Regions from separate parts of the Triticum aestivum genome. Here region 2 is linked to region 1. Evidence: chromatin contacts called from public Hi-C data. All regions are on one chromosome and are shown on one strand. The core of a region is the stretch at or near the end of the contact, and the rest is flanking DNA. Distances in the headings are between cores, read along the strand shown. Region 1 holds the start of LOC123135973 (3-isopropylmalate dehydratase large subunit, chloroplastic). Region 2 has its middle 16 kb from the start of LOC123135094.

Evidence for each region. A called contact is a pair of places that touch in the nucleus more often than the background predicts.
Region 2: a contact with region 1 is called in a Hi-C map of leaf, with 2.5 times the contacts expected there. The contact joins the enhancer-like site here to the promoter of LOC123135973 in region 1. A contact is called at or near these places in 2 of 5 Hi-C or Micro-C datasets (both in leaf).

Annotation. Positions count from the first base shown.
Region 1 is chr6B:93,964,949-93,967,791 of IWGSC CS RefSeq v2.1, reverse strand. It overlaps LOC123135973 (3-isopropylmalate dehydratase large subunit, chloroplastic), which reads right to left and starts at 1,573. Exons shown (of 13, transcript XM_044555247.1): 1 at 1,361-1,573; 2 at 816-1,262; 3 at 638-706; 4 at 441-557. The coding sequence starts at 1,414.
Region 2 is chr6B:94,127,069-94,129,768 of IWGSC CS RefSeq v2.1, reverse strand. No RefSeq gene overlaps it. Among protein-coding and RNA genes, the nearest start is that of LOC123135094, 16 kb to the right of the region's middle. Within about 2 kb of position 1,353, at least 5 of the 8 cell types and tissues checked have an H3K27ac peak or open chromatin away from gene starts, as enhancers often do. A contact at or near this core is called in leaf, where this site is marked.

The DNA of each region.
Region 1 (2,843 bases), core at 324-2,823:
AAGACGTAGTATGTTCAAAAACCCATATTTTATCACACTAAAAATAGACAGAGTGTGAGAAGCATACAGGATGCAAAAATGGAAAAGAGATCGATAACTGCTGTTTGAACGGTGCTATTTGGATCCTGCACCTAATATCTCTGCATTGGATGGAGTATTTTTGGATGGTCCAACATATAATATATAAACAAAAAGCAACTTATAGTTACTTCTATCAAATGCACATCTTAAGTTTCCATATTTGCGCGATAAACATACGGAGTATAATACAGTATGATATAATAATGTACAGAATGTGACAAACAAATGAAGAAACCCTGACACATAACTGAGATACAGAACCAAAGATTGCTCAGACTGAGAAAGATATGTCCCATCTGTTTTCATGGTAAGACTATTTTTCAAATTCTATCCGGAAGTAATTTAACATGCTTGCATACCTTGAGAAGAGCCTTTCCCGTTCCCATCACAAAACCTGCATCAGTGTTCCCGATTCCAGTTGCAAACTGACCAAAGGCTCCAGCATTGCAGGTATGAGAATCAGTACCAAGGAGAACCTACACATGAACATGAACCAGGTTAAGCATGTACAGCAAAATCACAAGCTTCCAGTACTTGGTGTAGTCAGTAAAAATACCTCGCCTGGTCGGCAGTGACCTTCTTGGGCGAGCGCAATGTGGCAAACACCTTTGTAGTCCGGATTTGCCTATAACCCAATAGTTTAAAGCCTTTTTAAGCACATAAATCATCTTGCTTTTACTTGCATGAACCTCAATCAGGAAGCTGTAAATGGAACGAATCAGCAAGACATATACTCTGAAGTCGCTGAGGTCCTTGATGTCGTAAAAGTACTTAATCTTCTGCTCCTCGCAGAAGTCCCTGAGGATGTCGACATTCCGGTTGGCCCGCTCGTCGCTGGTGAAGATGTAGTGGTCGGGGATGATGACGACCTTCTCGCGGTCCCACACCTTGGCGTCCTCCCCGAACTCCTGCTTGAAGATCCCGATGGTGCCGGGCCCGCAGACGTCGTGCGTCATGAGCACGTCCACGTCCACCCACACGTTCTCCCCGGGCTCGAGGCTCGCGCGCTCCGACGCCCGCGCCAGGATCTTCTCCGTCGTCGTCATAGGGCTCTTCACCGAGCCGGTGGACGCGGGGGAGCGCGGCGCGCGGGTCGGCGTCGCAACCGCGCGAACGCGCCCGGCCCGCGCGCGCCGGCTCCTCGCGAGCTGCTGCGGCGGCACCGCCGCGGCGAGCTCCTTCTGCGGCGGGGAGAGCAAGGGGGCGGAGGGGTCAGCTGGGTGAGAAGCTGGAGGGGGGCGAGGAGAGGAGGAAGGAGGGGAGGGGAGAGGAAGGAAACCTTGTGCGCGAAGGCGGCGGAGGTGGCCTTGGCGGCGGCGGAGATGGAGGCCATGGCGGCGCGCGCGGTCGAACACCTTGAGGTCAATAGAGGGGGATTGGGGGGTAGTGCGGCCGTGGCGAGCACGAGTCGGGCGTGTGGGCGAAGGGGGGTCACAGGCGGAAGGTAATATAAGGGTGTGTGAGGTTACGTGTTCGATTTTGGCCGTCCGATTGAGGTTGGACGGTGGCGCGTGGGTTTGAGCTTTGAGGTGTCTGTAGCACAACGGGGATTGCATTCTACTACCTGTCGAGTGTCCGCAAGAACCCAAGAAGAGAAATTCAACGGATGATGGCTCAAACACAATTTTTAAAGGCATTAGAAAGTTGACCCTTTTTTGGTTATTTTTAATTGGAAATCTAACCACCTCACGCCAAATTGCTTCATTCCAAGTCCTTTGAGAAATGCACCGAGAACAGAAATACAAGCGACGAGCGTGCTCGGTGTGATGCTTAAAACACAGAATGGTGGCAGCTAGGATGCAAAGCGATGTCCCGCCAGGGGCGGCGGCGTGGCATCGCGGAAATGGGAGTGGTCAATTTGAGCGAGAACTCGGTTGATGCGTGTGTGAGGTAATGTTCGTGTTTTCAGTCGTTCGAGTGAGATCAGGTGGTGATGGATGACCTTTAGTGGTGTAGGTTTTGCCTACTACATGTAGCTATTGCGTTTTTATTGGTGGCGTAATTGTGCATATGCAGGTTTTGTCTTTTTCTTTGGAGAGAATTTGAATAAATATAGCTATGGTTGTATAAGTTTTTTATATGGGCTACGATTAGTAAGTATTAAGGGTGATAACTCTGAGCAGTTTTTTAGGGTAAATTATAGGCACACGCCCTTTTCTTCATGATGTTTTCACAAGGATGGGGCGTACTCTGCTTCCTCAGCTTACAAGGCACAGTTTAACTACGTCGGCAATGGTCCTATCGGTAAGGAAGGTGTGGGCTCCTCCGCCGTGCAAATTTTTCACCTGGCTTGTTTTTCAAGATAGAATCTGGACATCGGATAGCCTTACTCGACGTGGGTGGCCCAACTGCGGGCTATGCCCTCTTTGCAAGCAAAGGCCACAGACAACAGCCCACTTACTTTTCCAATGTCATTTCACCCTTCGTGTGTGGAACGATATTCTTCACTGGCTTGGCATGGATCACATTCATACTACTACTTGGTCAGCGAGGGGCTCGGTGTGGGAATGGTGGAAAGGAAACGTATATCTTCGCTCCGAATCCCGCAAGGCGCTTGCCTCACTCATGACACTAATCCCCTGGGAAATTTGAACGGAGCGCAATGCTAGAGTTTTCCGCAACACGGCCGCACCTACAACGGTCGTCATTAGTAAGACAAAAGAGGAGTTGTCACTTTGGACGTTGGCGGGTGCCAAGCATTTGGATATTGTAATGCCGCGTAGATTCTATTTCTAACCACTTCGTGGCCTGTCTAAACCTCC
Region 2 (2,700 bases), core at 104-2,603, 160 kb before region 1:
GGGAAAAATCTACGTTGAAGGTCGTGGGGGCGAATGCCCCCACTCGACTATTTGGCTCATTTATACCCGGCCTGGGATATAGAACATTGCCCCCACTCAAACCAGGATATTTGCCCCCACTGGCCCACTTTTGTGTTGTTCTATTAAAGCCCATCTATCCGTGTATGAGAAAGAGGCAGGAACGGAGCAGCCCATCTAACAGAGAAGGACAACGATACGCGCCGGCGCACCGGCCTAATCTTTCGGCCGGTCAGCTGCTAGCCATCCGATTTGGAAGTAGCGAACCGTCAGATCTCGCCTCCTCTTCCTTCCCTTTTCCTGTCCTTTCCCGTCCGCACAAGGAAACTAAACACAAAAAGTGTCATCGATCCATGCCCGCGCGACCTCCATGCCTGCGCGACCTGAAAGCTCCGCTGGTTCCCCAACGCTCGTCGCTCGCCGTCGGCATCGCTGCTCGTCGGTTGCAGCAAAAAAAAAACAAAGCAACGCCAGCTTGAAAGCAAAACACATGGTTCCAGCAAATAATTAATATGGTTCCAGCAAATAATAATGTGTTTGCAGCAAAAATGCTATGATTCCAGCGAAATACATTGATATGGTTCCAGCAAAAAGCACACATGGTTCCAACAAAAAATTGATATAGTTCCAGCAAAAATGAAAAATGGTTCCTCAGAAGAAGAAAAAAGATCAATGCAGCAAACAAAAAAATCATGGCGTCGTCGCTGTAGCTGCCCAGCACCATCCTTGCCAATTGCAACAAGTCAAAATGCTGGTTCCAGCAAAAAATCTATGCAGCAAAAATCATGGCACCTGCGGCCGTGGTCGCCCTACATTGTCCCCTCCTGTTGCAGCAAATCGAGAAAATGGTTCCAGCAAAATTCGAAAGTAGTTCCAGCAAAACTTAAAAAAAGAACAACTTATCACGATGGCCACCGTTGTCGCCGTCCACCACCATCCTCGCCGTTGAAGCAAATCCCGCCGCTGGTTGAAGCAGATCCCCATGCCGGTTCCAGCACCGGGTCCCCAGCGCGTCCCCTCTGCGCATCGTTGTCGGGTCGAGGACACAAACAGCCTCCGCCACAGGCCGGCCGCTCCACGACCTCGCTCGATGGGCACAGCTCGCCGTGGCCGCGGGCGCAGCTCGTCGTGGTGGCGCTTCATGGACGCAGCTCCCCGCTCGCGGCGCGCCTCAAGCACAGTCACCGGCGTTGGGATTGTGGGGATTGAGTGACAGAGAGAAAAGCGGCAGGGGAAGAAACTGGATAGATATTCGCGTGGGGGTGAGGATAAGGTTTCACGAGCGGTAATCAAGCAGCCACGTGGGTCCACGTGCGTGTGCGCTGTGCGACGAGGACGAACCGGTCCAATTTCGGCCGGTGCGCCGAACTGAACCGTTTCCCAACAGAGAATACAACACACACATGCATACGAGCAGGCTGAATCTGCTACAAACGTGCGCGTTCGTCCTGACTAACCTACTTCTCGCGCGACCACCGAGCCGAAGCCGCCGCCGCTTGGCAGCTGCGCGCCTACACGGCACCGGCCGCCCCTCCGACGATCAGTTATTCAGCCTCGACCTATACAGTGCATGCCGGCCGGCCGCGTCGCCGTCCCGAAGGGAAAAAAGAAGCGCGCGACCAGTGGCGGAGCCAGGAAATTCGGATAAGGAGGGCCAAGTATTGTTAAGTCTTGTTAGAGAGGGCCAATTCATGAAAATACATCACTTTAGCAGCAAAAATATCAAAGTTTACACTAATACTAGACTCAAATCAGTAGTGTTAGGGGGGGCCAGGGCCCCTGCTGGTCCCCCCTGTCTCCGCCACTGCGCGCGACTCATGAAGCCCTAGGTTCAGTTCTGATCTATTGCTTTCTAATTTTCCTATTATTAGTCTATCCTGGTTGCATGTTTAAAAGGTAAAAACAGGTTGTTAGGTTGATTGAACCTAGCTTCATGTAACAATTTCGTATGAATTAAGTTTAAGCATGTGGCTGTTGTAGTAGAATAAAATCTATATGTGCCTTCATGTACGTCAATCTATTTATTGTTTAACTATTTGACAATGACAGGAAAGCTAATGGAGAGATTTTTTGCAAAATCCGGTATGCTTGAAATAGTCCATCTAAACAAGCTTACTCGGTAATGTGCTAAAGCTTATATTTTTATCTGTCAATGCTTACATTCTTTCTGTATTTAAAAATGATTTTTTTTTCTTGCTGGAGCTTGAAGGCTAGAAATCGCTTTAAAGGAACGACATATTCATATTTCGCGAGTTTTTCTGTCTTAAGTGGTTAGTTTACTTTTATTTTGGCAATGAACTTGTCATAGTTACGTGTGTGATGATATTATCTTATAAGAAAGTATACGATTTTGCTTCTTACACATTATATGTATGCTTGTGAGGTTGGTTTTTTAAATGATCTACCTATTAGTTCGTATACATGTTTCTGAAAAAAAATTGTATACCTCTTTGCCCCCTCTCGGTTTTTATCCTCGCTTCGCCCCTGTTTGTACCCACATACCCTCGGTCTCAGTAGATATTCTGTATAGCCATTTGCTAAGCAGACATCTATTTGTGACCTCTAAATTCTTGATCCCTATCCCATCCTGGTCTTTTGGTCTACGAATAATATCCCATCTAGCCAATATGTACTTCTTCTTGGCCTCGTCACTTTGCCAAAAGAATCAAGATCTATAAAAGT